3 separate regions of the Mus musculus genome follow, and regions 2 and 3 are each linked to region 1. Evidence: chromatin contacts called from public Hi-C and HiChIP or PLAC-seq data. All regions are on one chromosome and are shown on one strand. The core of a region is the stretch at or near the end of the contact, and the rest is flanking DNA. Distances in the headings are between cores, read along the strand shown. Region 1 holds the start of Gdf6 (growth differentiation factor 6). Region 2 has its middle 98 kb from the start of Gm46879. Region 3 has its middle 110 kb from the start of Gm35008.

Evidence for each region. Hi-C and Micro-C count contacts between places; a contact is called where the count stands out from the background. HiChIP or PLAC-seq counts read pairs in DNA pulled down with a chosen protein or histone mark.
Region 2: an H3K27ac HiChIP or PLAC-seq map of embryonic stem cells shows a contact between it and region 1, with 2.6 times the contacts expected there. The contact joins the enhancer-like site here to the promoter of Gdf6 in region 1. A contact is called at or near these places in 3 of 39 promoter capture datasets (the 3T3-L1 cell line, embryonic stem cells and hippocampal neurons), 4 of 484 Hi-C or Micro-C datasets (the HL-1 cell line, cardiomyocytes, embryonic stem cells and 1 more) and 4 of 115 datasets of contacts at active chromatin or transcription factors (craniofacial prominence, embryonic forebrain and embryonic stem cells).
Region 3: a contact with region 1 is called in a Hi-C map of muscle stem cells, with 1.9 times the contacts expected there. The contact joins the enhancer-like site here to the promoter of Gdf6 in region 1. A contact is called at or near these places in 12 of 39 promoter capture datasets (the 3T3-L1 cell line, 3T3-L1-derived adipocytes, the HPC-7 cell line and 6 more), 4 of 484 Hi-C or Micro-C datasets (muscle stem cells, myocytes, uterus and 1 more), 4 of 115 datasets of contacts at active chromatin or transcription factors (embryonic fibroblasts, embryonic limb bud, fetal liver and 1 more) and 1 of 9 other capture datasets (embryonic stem cells).

Annotation. Positions count from the first base shown.
Region 1 is chr4:9,842,216-9,846,611 of GRCm38.p6, forward strand. It overlaps Gdf6 (growth differentiation factor 6), which reads left to right and starts at 2,157. Exons shown (of 2, transcript NM_013526.1): 1 at 2,157-2,677. The coding sequence starts at 2,263.
Region 2 is chr4:10,309,670-10,314,065 of GRCm38.p6, forward strand. No RefSeq gene overlaps it. Among named protein-coding and RNA genes, the nearest start is that of Gm46879, 98 kb to the right of the region's middle. Within about 2 kb of position 2,387, at least 7 of the 459 cell types and tissues checked have an H3K27ac peak or open chromatin away from gene starts, as enhancers often do. A contact at or near this core is called in craniofacial prominence and embryonic stem cells, where this site is marked.
Region 3 is chr4:10,252,102-10,256,497 of GRCm38.p6, forward strand. No RefSeq gene overlaps it. Among named protein-coding and RNA genes, the nearest start is that of Gm35008, 110 kb to the left of the region's middle. Within about 2 kb of position 2,225, at least 3 of the 459 cell types and tissues checked have an H3K27ac peak or open chromatin away from gene starts, as enhancers often do. A contact at or near this core is called in muscle stem cells, where this site is marked.

The sequences.
Region 1 (4,396 bases), core at 907-3,406:
GGAGCCAGACATGCGCAGAGTGTTAGCACAAGGTACACATGCTCATTCCCAGAAGGAGAGAATGGAGACAAGCCATGGATGGATGCCTCTCCTGGATGTCAGTACAGCGAGGGGAAGAGAAAGAGGCGCAGCACAGATATTAGAAGGCGATCGATTTGGTATTAGACATTAAGAGATGAGGGTGTCATCTCTGGATAACAGTAATGTATGAAGGACATGTGCACCAAAGATGAAGGAACATGAACAGAGAGAGCTTTTCGTCCTAGTGGGCTAAGCATTATTTAAGACTTAAAACTTCCTAGCTCCTTTCTCAGCCTTACACTGGTGAATGATAATGCTAGAAAGCAGAAGGAAGAAGCTAGACTCCTTCAAGTCCCAGACAGGCCATGGGTTGGCAGTCATGAACTGAGTAGCCCTAAGGGACGTTAAATGGGTTGGGGTAGAACCAGAATCTCTAGTGATAGAGAGCAAAGCAGCCCCTCTCAATAGCCTCGCAATTAGGAGTAGTGGCAATACAGGAGCAGTGTGATCGTGGGCCTCAGTTTCTCTGTCTGTAAAATAGAGATAATGTGGCCCTTGTCTCAGGCTTGTTATGAAGATTATGTGAAACTGTTTGCTAAGGCCATAGAGCCAGGCCTGACACAGCAGATGTCCAAGGTGAGTGTCATGCCTCTTAAGGAAGTCAGAGTAAAGAGAAGGGGAGAGAGGACCAAATTATCCTCACGCCTGCAAGGTCCCAATGAAGACAGGAGGGCCAGGGCGAGAGAACCCACAGAGACACAGCTCAAACCAGGAGGAGCAGAATGGTGGAACCACTGCTTCCTGGGTCTATCCGTGGCTGTGCCCTCTTGGCTGAATGGCCCTGGAAAGCCTTTATCTCTGAGCCTTTTGCCCCCCCCCTTTTTTTTTTAAATCCATAAGTGGAGTAATTTACAGGAGGACGTTTACAGATGGTGCGTGAGTACCCTGTAAAGACTCTGGACAACTTCCGTCTAGAGCGCTGTGCGAGAGAAGCAACGCTTCGCCGCCAAACCTAGCAACGTCCTGAACCGCGGGGCGGTGGGCGGGGAAGACACTGGGAATCTGGGGACAGATAAAGGAAACTCGTGATGGGGCGAGGCTGGGCTGAAGAGAAACAGATTGGGGTAGAGCTGCGCAGGGAGGGGTCTGGTGAAAGGGGGAGAGAGAGGGTGGGGATCAGAGAGTTGGGAGGCCACAGCCAAAAAAAAAAGCATATTTGGGGGGCAGGGACTGGGTGAGGAGAGGTATCGAATCGGAATGGGAAGGAATTTGGGGGAAGGACTAATTCCTGAAGACAATAGGAAAGAGGAAAAAGGAAGTACGGGTGCAGAAGAAGAGGGAGTCAAGCCCCTAAGGGTCCAGAGAAGTGTGGGGTCCCACGAAAGAGAAATGAAGCAGCTGGAGCAAACACCAGAGATTGAGGTCTGCGAGAGGAGAGTCTGGGGCCTGCAGGAGAGCGCGGCAGCTCCGAGCACCGGTCCAAACTCTGAAGACTGGTGGCCTTTGCCTGACCTCGAAGGTCGGGAATTGACGCGGGTCTTTGTGGAAAGCAGCATTCTACCAAGAGAAGGGGGCTGTGAAGGACTGGCCCCTGCGCCTGGCTTCCGGGACTCAGGGATGAAACTTGTGGGCGCGCGGGGGGGGGGGGGTGAGAGGGTGCTAACCGCCCGCTAGGAGGGTAGGGTGGCAAAGAGAGGGTGCCACTGCCCGGAGCCAGGGCGCAGCCTGCGGCAGCAGCCCCCCACCCCCACCCCCGCTCCGAGCCAGCCGCCGCGGCTGCCACTCCCCCGGGTCCCTGGAGAAGTTCGAGCAGCTGGTGGGGACTGACGGTCCCCGGCGCAGGCGGCTGCCTGCGGGCTCTGGCTCCCCAACCCTGGGACAGAGGCGCTCGCCTCTGGCTCGCCCAGTCGGCGCTCCGGACCCCGTGGGGCTCTTCCAGCTCTCACCTTGCCACCACCACAGCCCACCGCTGCCCCCCACCCCACACCTCCTGCCCGCACTACCCGCCTCCCTCCCTATCCCCGCAGCGCTGCTCTCCCCTCCTCTCCCCACCTCCCGGCGAGGGGCGGGAGGGGGCGTGGCAGGGCCTGGATTTGTGTAGCTGCTACCCGGCTCCCCGCACTCGTAGTCTGCAGGAGGAGCGCGGCCCCCGCCGCTGTCCAGCCGCTCCGTGCCTTTCGCGCCCGGCGCAGCCGCTGCTGTCGCCGCCGCCTCTCCGAGTAACTTAGCCACTCGCTCGCCATGGACACTCCTAGGGTCCTTCTCTGGGCGATCTTCCTCATTAGCTTCCTCTGGGATTTGCCGGGTTTCCAGCAGGCTTCCATCTCCTCGTCCTCCTCCTCCTCCACCGAATTGGACTCCACCAAAGACGTGGGGAACCGCAAAGAAGGGAAGATGCAGCGAACTCCACAAGAGAGTGCCGAGGGCCGGACGCCCCCGGAGCACGGGCTGCGGCAGAAGGACCTCCGGCGGCGGCCGCCCGGACAACATCAGGGGCAGGAGCCGCCGGGCAGGGGGCTGCGCGTGGTGCCTCACGAGTACATGCTGTCAATCTACAAGACTTACTCCATTGCCGAGAAGCTGGGCATCAATGCCAGCTTTTTCCAGTCTTCCAAGTCAGCTAATACGATCACTAGCTTTGTAGACAGAGGACTGGGTAAGTGGCAAAGAAAGCGCCCGACTCCTCTCCAGTTGGAGCTCCTCAGCCAGAGCTCTACCCAGGCTCTGGCAAGAGGCTGCTTTTGTGAATTCCCTTCGCATTTTGGACACCTCCCCCCTATTTTACTTTTCTCAAGCCCCCAATTCTGAGTGCAGCTGCAGCTTTTTGCTCCAGTCTGCAATTCTCCCCTACTTTCTTACTTTTTTTCTCTCCTTTTCCTTCCTGTTTTCTATTTTGCCGAAAGCATCGCGGCGGTCAATGGTCTGGTAGCTAGCAGAGGAAGCATAGAGGAAAAGAAGTGATGAGCAAATGAAGGGAAAGGGAGAAGGGTCAGAGAAAGGACTGAGAGACCCTGGCTCCAAAGCTTGTGAGGGTCGCGGGCCCTAGAGCATTCATGAGAGCTTTAGAGAGCCTCCTGTCTCTCAAGGAAAAGCCAGCACAAGGTAGTCAATCCGTCTAGGATCGGTGTCAGGCAGTGCCTAGATCCAGCAGCCCTGTGGGTTCACCCGATGTCCTGCGTAGGGTGTGGGGAAATATCAGCCAGGTGGGCACCCAGTGCCTTGTGGCACCGTTTTTATTTTTCCTCGTCTCACACATGATAGTTTTCAAGCCACCATCTTCGGGGTGGGCTGAAACTGGGACTGATAAAAGCGTGGAGTTGTTGGTGCTTACTGTACTACAGGACGGTACTCATCTACCTTTCTCAGCCAGGCAACCCTTCTATCGATGATCATCTCGGGACCCTACCCTCATCCCCTGTGCCAGACAGGATGCATTCCCGTCTATAGGATTCTGAGCTTCCTCCTCTTGCTATTATCGCTGATCCACAGCATAGCATGGGCAATGAAATCATAGCATCTCAGAGAAATCTTCAGAGATTGGGGAAAGTTCCACTGGCTCCTAGAGAGGAAAAGTAATTCCGAAAAAGCAAGAAAGGAGGAGAGAAATAGCAAAGGGCTGAGAGGAAGGTACAGAGAAGGTAAGAGGTACGTCCCATACTCCCAGACTTAGCTTTGACTCTCTTCCTAGACCCACAGGTTCGGGTTCAGAGGAAAGTACCCAGAAATTCAAGAGTCCCCGGGATTGGGCTGAGGGAACTGCTCACCTACATCTATCTACCTTAATTGTCTGCTCAGCTACATCTATCTACCTGAATTGTTCCCTTGAACCTTTCCAGAGTAGGCTAATGTCCCCCTCCCCCACCTGCCCCAAGCTCTATTCAATCTCCAGCATCCAGCTTTCTGGAAGCTGCTTTTCTTCGCAGCCAAGGTTCTGGCCCAGCCAGGTACTCAGCTACAATCCGAGGTCAGCTGGGTTATGAGCTGCTGAAAGGTCTCGATAGCAAATTAACGCCGCTGTATTTTATGACGATTTTAGGAATAATAAAGTCACCTTTACAAAGACACGTGGCTTCTTCGTATTGCTGCTACTAGGTCTTGGACCTGGGTACTCTAACTGCAGCGCCAGCTTCTTCCTACCGCGCTGCAGTGCAGTCTCTCCCAGCAACTTCTCTGTTAACCTGGCATCTCTAGTGCCATCACCAAAGGAGAAGTGACTGAAGGTCAGAGAATACTGCTTTAAGGGAAGAAATCCTAGAGGCCTAGGCTGCCAGGCGATGGGTACGTTTTTTTTTTTTTTTCTTTTCCTGGGAAGTGGCAGGCTCTCCCATTTTACCCCAGGCAGACACCCTCATTGGTTCACTACTCCCTGAGAGTT
Region 2 (4,396 bases), core at 1,137-3,636, 470 kb after region 1:
TGAGAGAGGGTGATTCAGAGAGCTCTAGCATGAATTCCATATACTTTGTCCAGTCCCAAGTGGTCATTTCTGGATGCATGCATACACAAGCAAAGCTAAATAAACTCAGTACATTATATTCGCTTGTGTGCGTGTCTGTGTGTGTGTGTGTATGTATGTATGTGTACATATTAGAATAATAAAGAAGAGATCTGGGAGGGGAATTGCTTTCTCTAATCAGTTTTTACACCTACAAAGTAGAACTAATCACATCTTTATTTTGAGTTTTTCCATGTATACAAACAATAGCCTTTGCCAAGCACACTAAGAAAATACTCAGTAAACAGGACTGCTCTTCCAGGGTTGGTTTTCATCTCTGTGGGTGCTCTAGCAAAGCTAATCACCCTATAGAGGATGTTCCTGTGTGCTGCTCCAGCAAAGACCACACAAAAGTATGGAGTAAACTTAACTTCAACGCAGAAACCAAGGCTTCTTTAGAACAGAATCATGTAGGGGCTTGGAGGTTCAATTTAGATGTTGGAGCCTTTGGAGGTGCAGGTAGGAGACAGCGCAGACATCATTACTCTACTCCCTTCATCTGAGCAGCTCAGAGTTGACCTTCTAATGGGATCTGGTTTGCTTGACAAGTCCTTTTGGATTTGAAGGGAACAGAGATCCAAGAACATGAGACCTGAGGAAGATGGGATCTAGTTGAGTTTCAGGGTCCCCTAACGTGACCTGCAAATAGCATTCACTTAAGAAATCTCACTACCGCTGAGATGAAAGGATGGACCATGTAGAGACTGCCATATCCAGGGGTCCACCCCATAATCAGCATCCAAACGCTGACACCATTGCATATACTAGCAAGATTTTATCGAAAGGACCCAGATGTAGCTGTCTCTTGTGAGACTATGCCGGGGCCTAGCAAACACAGAAGTGGATGCTCACAGTCAGCTAATGGATGGATCACAGGGCTCCCAATGGAGGAGCTAGAGAAAGTACCCAAGGAGCTAAAGGGAACTGCAACCCTATAGGCGGAACAACATTATGAACTAACCAGTACCCCGGAGCTCTTGACTCTAGCTGCATATGTATCAAAAGATGGCCTAGTCGGCCATCACTGGAAAGAGAGGCCCATTGGACACGCAAACTTTATATGCCCCAGTACAGGGGAACGCCAGGGCCAAAAAGGGGGAGTGGGTGGGTAGGGGAGTGGGGGTGGGTGGGTATGGGGGACTTTTGGTATAGCATTGGAAATGTAAATGAGCTAAATACCTAATAAAAAATGGAAAAAAATATTAAAAAAAAAAAAAAAGAAATCTCACTACCTCTCAAAAGTGTAGAGGTAACATGGCAAAGGAAAAGAACCAGGGAGTTTTTCTGAGTTGACCAGATAAAAGCCACTTGATCTGCTGAGTCACCTGCTTTGAATTCACAATAAAATAATAAAATAAAATAAAATAAAATAATAAAACCCCACAAGAATATGGACTATAACAGAACCTACTACTAAGTTTGAACTGCTTGCTGCAACCCTAAGCAACAGCCATGACCTCTGTCAGTGAAGAGAAGACTATCTAAGAGACATGACACATGACAGCTGAAGGGGTCTGCCCTGGCCACCCCCTCCTTTAAAAAAAAAAATCTTGAGCTTTTCCTGGAACTAGATTCCATGGCCTCCTCCATTCTTGACTGTCAAAATACACCGGAGCACTTTTGACAGTTTCAGCTTAGTGTTTTGCTTTAAGGAAAAAATATGTTTTTGACAAATTCAGCTGTACTTTTAGCAAAACAGTGCAGCAGATTCAATCAGAGTTACAAAAAAGTCAAAATGCACCAGCAAGCAGTAGCATGGCTGTAGGCCCAACTAGGTGCCTCAACATACCAGATAGAATTCAATTTCTCTTCTTTTCTTGAAGTTGCTTCTATTTTTTTCCTCTCTGTGATTCCAAAAGGAAATGCTTATAATTATTGGCTCTCCGTGTAATGATTATCACATTTTTTTTTTAAATTTCAGAACAAACACCTCTGGAAACACATTCCTCCTGGTAACCTGAACCCCCTCCCCCAGCTCAGTAAGAGTCTGATTGATTTTAGCAGAACAAAGGGACAGGGGCATCTCATTTGAAACCCAGATGAGCCATTCCCTATTTCCTTTTAAGCCAGGAGTGAGGATGGTTGGGTGGTCAATGTTTCAAGGGGGGGGGGGGGGAGAAACTCAGACTTGAACAGGGCAACTGTACAGTGTCTATTTTCTGACCTGGAATTGGTTAGGTAAGAATAGAAAAGTCATCGTCTGGTAGTCCAAACAGGAACCTCCAGTCTGCAAACACTTACTCCCATCAACACTGCTCCAAGGAGGTGCCGAAATGCAGGGTCCCTCATTCTGATCTGTGTCTGTCCTGGTCTGAATTAACAGAAGGGAACAGGAAATGGAGCAACACTGCCCATAAGTAGGAAAGCCGAGAAGGAGGGGACTCCTTCTGCTTTCAATCAAGAGAAAGTACAATCTGAGGTATCATCAGGCATCTCTCAACCCCTGGCCAAGCCAGGCTTCTGCAGGGAGCAGGGGCTCGCTATGGATGGAATTACACACTTAGCAAGTGAGAATTATTTCTTGGAGCGAATACCCACACACAGTGACAGTGTGGCTAGAAGGGGAGCAGACAGGGCTGGTGCATTTAGTGCTGCATCTGTCAGAGAAGCCTCCGCCATTGTTGTTACCAACGTTCCCATAAATAGTATTTCAGAGTTAGGTATCTTCCCAATACCCAATCTGGAATTTCCAAAGCACGAAAGGTTTCTGTAAAATAACCTTTCATGGAGAGACCTTTATAACCCAGGAACCCAGAAGTGATTTATTTCCCATCACCAGATTATTTCTGTTGTAGCAAGCAATGTTTGTAAAATTCTGGTTATTTTCCCATGCTTTGCCAACATCTTGGGTAGCTGATAGTAAGATCTGGGAACTAATTTGCTTAATTTCAATTAGCTAATCCAATAACCTGGTACGCTTACTTTGCTTGCACAGCAAGCCTTTCAACAACTAGAAATTAGGGCATTTCTTACTGGAGGAAAGTTTGTCTACAGTCCCTTGTTTTCAGCAGAGGGAGGATGGGTTTGCCCAGTGGTGATTCTGGTTAGACATACTGCTCTGGGATTGGGTGGAATAGGGGTTGAAAGGAAAGGTGTAGGTTATCATCCTCTTCCCAACCCACGTCTTCAAATGTTGGCTATATTTATTTACTTCCTTCAGAATAAGTTTCCCAAACTAAAAATTGACCATAGATAACTGAAAGGCAGAGGACATGCTGTTTCGGTTATCCTATCAGACGGGCCTCAGTCTGTCTCCTTCTGGGCTAATCAGAAGTTGCCCGTGGTATTGGGAATGTGTTGGTGAGCAGTTGGCTTTGAGCATTGATAGCTCCATCAAGGTACTAACCATGGCATTATCATAAAGCAGGTTTATTTGAACTCAATACTGTTGCTATTGAGGACATTTATCAGTATGTAGCACAGAGACCTTAAACTCACTATGTAGTCCAGGCTGGCCTGGAACTTGATACCCTCCCCACTTAGCTTTCTAAGCACTGGGGTTCAAATATATACTGACACACCTAGCTGGAACTTTATTTTATCTTAAAGTTCTGTTACTATTTCTGGAAAATACTTGATTTTCTTTTCTTAAAACACACACAAACAGTACAAACTGTATATTGTGCTTCTGGCCTGCAATTCCAGCAAATAGAAGGTTGAGGCAAAATTGCAGGCTCTGGCTAGTCTAGGCTACCAAATGAGTCTCTGTCACAAGAAAACAAAAATAACAGTGACAAAAGAACCTTTAGAAAGACATGGTGATTCATCCCTGTAAATCTAGATCTCAGGAGGCAGAGACAGGAGAATTACCACAAGTTTAATGTCAGCTTGGTATATATGGCAAATTCTAGGCTGGCCAGGACTATACGACAAAACTCTGTCTCAAAAACAAACAAAACCAACCAACCAACTACCAACAAAGACAACAAAACAACAATAACAAAACCTGTAAAATAGTAAATTATTTAGAAAAACATTTAAGTGCCACCAGAATGTAGAGTAAGCTGACTTCATCAAGACATTCCCAAAGCTGAACCCGACGTCCTTCTGGAGCAGCTTGGGAGTCCCCCACCCCCACCCCTCAAGTGAGCAAAAAGTTTCATAACGATTTGTGTCTACTATTTTGTCTAGCACTAGATAAAGTTCTTCAGTGCTCAGAAATTCCTTAATACCACAGCTGAGTCTCTATAAAGGTAAAACTACATTTAAAAACTCTCTCTCTCTCTCTCTCTCTCTCTCTCTCTCTCTCTCTCTCTCTCTCTTTCTCTCGTGTGTGTGTGTGTGTGTGTGTGTGTGTGTGTGTGTGTGTGTGTGTGTG
Region 3 (4,396 bases), core at 975-3,474, 410 kb after region 1:
GCCACCAATAGGAATAGGTCAACTCATATAGCTATCTTTAATGGGGATGAATCAAATAAAGTCATATGGCAAAGGACCTAGATTTAGGACAGTAGTAAAAATCTCAAAACCATTTGGATTTTTTTTATAATCTATCACTTGTATTTTCTTAAGTTTTGCATAATAACCATATGACAGAGCATCCATGCTTCTTGAAAAGACAGATAGTAGGGTATACTAGTAGGCTAGTAGTCCCCAACTAGGCAAATCTCTCAGTGTTCATGCCTATATTGATTAGCTGTTGCTTTTGAAACAGTCCTGCAAATTGAGCTTAACGCAAAAAATACATTCTTTTTGTTTTTTGGGTTTTTTTTTTGGTTTTTTGGTTTTGGTTTTTCAAGACAGGGTTTCTCTGTATAGCCCTGGATGTCCTGGAACTCATTTTGTAGACCAGGCTGGCCTCGAACTCAGAAATCCGCCCGTCTCTGCCTCAAAAAATACATTCTTAAGTTCTGGGGGCTGTACGTCTGAAATCAAAGGGATCAAAAAGGCTAGACTCCAAGGGAGGAGTTCTTGTTTTCCACTTCTGGAAGTTTCAGGGTGTCCTCACTGATTTCCACTGATTTGGAAGCCCCACTTTTTTCCAGGACAATAACATCTCAGCAAGAACATATCAGAAAAGTCATTTTTAAATAAGATCACATTATAAGTTTACCCACTTTCCTCCAGGACAATAACATATCAGCAAGAACATATCAGAAAAGTCATTTTTAAATAAGATCACATTATAAGTTACTGGTAATTGGGATCTCTGAAGACATACTTCAGTTTATACCAGCACCCTATGCTATCTCCCATACCCTTGATTGTAGGTCATGTAACTTGCTTCAACAAACACGAAAGCAATGGGCTGATGCAGGAAAAGCCCATGAGGCCTTGAGCACTGGGTCCTCGTGATGGAGCACTATCACCAACAAGTGAAGATGGATGCAAGTCAACTGAGACAAACAACTTGTAGGTTGAAAGGTTATTTGGGTTCTGCTTTGAAGATCCAGTCCATGATCAATTGGTCTAATTGTTTTGGGCCTGTAGTAAGACAGCACAGCATTCTGGGAGTAAGCAGCAGAATCAAAACATTCATCTCAGACTGAGGAGTATGAGAAGGACTGGCACCTCACAGTCTCCTTTGAGGTTACCTCCCAATGAGCTAAACCTTCCCGACCCTCTCAATACTACCACAGTGCAAACCAATCCTACACGTGTGCCTGAAGCGGACATTTAAGGTCCAACCTACAGCATCAAGTGTTGCTTTGGGTCACGGCATAGAAAGAATGGCAAAATGAAGCCATGCCACCCCAGATGCTCCAGCTCAGCCCAGCCTTTAGCTCAGCCTTATACTGAGTCCACACATCTTGTAGCACTTTTGTGAAACCACTGTTTCCTAGGCAGATCACACAATTGTGAGAAGCTGCATACTATTACTTCCAGGAGCTAATGAGTTTGGAGATAGTACCAGGAAATCAATGGATGCTGGCTTTCCTAAGGTATAAACACAATTAGGGTTGAGGTTCTTCAGCCTCCCATTCTAGAATCACGAATTTAACTAGAATTGAAGAGAACATTGAAAATAATACAGTCTGACTTCATCATGTCGCAGATAAGAAAACTGAAACCCTGTACTTCAGAGCAACACAGAAGAGACAGGCATCTGTCTGCAGACTGCTGGCTCTGCTCATTTGACATTGCCTCAGGTCACACAATCTAATATGAGACTACTGAACTAAAGGTGGGGCCAGCTCATAGGTGCATAGCTATTTAGTGTTCACTATCAGGGTTAAAAATCAGCTTCCCCAACTTCTACTCTACAATTCTCTTCCTTTGGGAGGGGGCGCATTGAGCATATAGTGTCATATTCTCGCACACATAGCTGAGTATTGTTCTGGCAAGTGTTCTTCGTCCCAGAGTAAGGTTTGAGGGAATGGAGAGCATCCATTATCTTTCTTAGCTGTGGCATCTCTTTTTCTTGTATTCTTTCCCTTCCTAAATCCCCCGGCCTTGGCTATATGAGTAAGAAGTCCTACCCCTCCCCACCAGCCACTTCATGCAGGCTAGATTAATGAGGTTATGTCTCCAAAGAACTTTGAGTTCCTTGGAAGAAAGGCATCAACATGCAAAGTGGTGGTTGTTATTGCGATTACTTCACTGAGTAGGGTTTCACAGCTGTCCTGATGGAAAAGGGGCCAACAAAACAAAATGCCAGTTTCCCCCAACAGAGGAGCAGCTGGGATGGATTATAAATGAGACCTGTGTGCCCGGTTCTCTTTTTTTGTCAAAGCCCATCAGCCTTTCTCAATGCCCGGCTCTCCCCTTGACAGCCCAGCAAGCTCCCTGGGCCAGACAGGTGTGGGCAAAGACAGCCTCTCAGCTCCATGTGCAGAAGCCTACTTGGCAGGGACAGAAAAACCGTATATTCTGAACCAGGGCCAACCCATTAACAGTGCTCAGTAATGCAATGGATTTCTGCAGTGGTGACTTGGGGTAAGTAAAACATTCTCATTGCTCAAACTTCCCTCTACTTTATGGGACAGGAGGGACAGAGGAGGGAGCAGGAAGAGGGTGTGCAAACTCAGAGAAATGTTAAATTGGCAGGACCAGAGCACCTCTGCTCACCTCTCCTCTCTTTCCTTCCTTTTCTCACTTCCCTCCTATCTCATCCTTCATTATTTCCTTCCTTCCTTTCTTCCCCCTCCTTCCCTCCTTCCCTGCCACTTAACATATATGTATTAAATATTATGTCAGGCACCATGTGAAATTCTCAGGAAATACAGACAAATACGATCCGATCCCTGAGGCAGAAGAGACCGTGGAGACAAATAAAGTAGAGACAAATAAACAGACAGAAACTTCCCTTTCCTGAGCCACATTGCTATGGCAAGAGCATGACTCCATAGAGACACATAAAATAGATGTGCACCCAGTTTTGAAAGGACCTCGGAAGGTTATGAAAGGCCAATTGTAGGCTTAGTAGGGAAGAGGTTGTATTTAGCATCCATGCCTCCATTAGTCCCAAAATAGCAGAAAATCAGTGTTGTGTGTGTAGAAAAATAGACTCACTTTTGTAATAGTATTTGCCATTCTCACCAGTTGTTCCTCTTATGGAACATGGTCTCGAGTAAAGCACTACTGAAAACTTTAAACATAGTTACTTGTTCAAGCAGCATCGATGATTTTATAAAGCAGATTTTATCACCATGTTTATCTTACTAAAGATGAAACTGGGACCCAGGAAGGTGAAGTGACCTGCATAAAGCCACAGAATTAGTAAATAAGAGCTTCATGTGCCTTTCCACACAGAGCACATACCTGGAACCTGACATGGAAGCCCGTCATACAGAGACCCACCTACTATCAACTCCACATCTATGAATTCTGTCATGATTTGATTTCTCTCTAAAGGTCTGTGCTAGCGAGGCACAATGCTAAAAGTGATTTCTTCCAAAATGCTTACTAACCAAAAGCAACATTTCCATGTGCAGAAAATATGGGTGTCCTCGTTTATTTGGAAGAATAGGTAAGCACACTGACATTTTCTTCAGATCTGATAACTTCTTTTGGAAATAGTGTCCTTGCTTTTTAAAGTCATAACTTCAGTAACCCATTTGACCTAACTTTGCTGAAGTATGACAAATAGAATTGTGTATATTAGAAGTGTACAATATAGTATTTTGATATACAAAGACATTACAACATGACTACCAAAATCAAGCTTATTCATTTCCGCACATGATTGCATTTTGCACATCCCCCCTCTTTTTTTCTCTCTGTCTCTGTCTCTGCCTCTGTCTCTCTGTCTCTGTGTCTCTGTCTCTCTCTGTCTCTCTCTGTCTCTCTCTGTCTCTCTCTCTCTCTCTGTGTGGTGTGTGTGTGTGTGTGTGTGTGTGTGTGTGTGTGTACATGCACATCTGCATATGTGTAAGCATAAGAGAGAGAAGAGGCCTTTACACAGAATTGAATGCACAACTACATTGGAAAAAATTAGTATTAGTCAAGAAGAAAATTAAATTGTACCTAAGGAGAATTTGGCTCTTTTAAATTATAGCTGCTTTTGTTCTGGAACTTTCTCTAATCCTCTCTTTTGTCTCTCTAGCTAGACTTTTAGTTCCTAGAGAGCAAGACCGGTTTAAATCTTTTTCTACCCTCGACAGCACCCACCTAACCTTTCCGTGTACTTTCAAGGGTGATCTTGCTGTGTCTTTACTAAAGAATTTATGTCAACATCTCTTAAGACAGAAGATCCCCCCAGGACATCTAAGGAGGATCATGAATATTTCCAGTGAATGATTTTTGGTCTGAAACAGAAGACTCTTGATCAAACTCAGGGGTAACTGATGAATGAAATTGAAGCCAAAATCTTCCA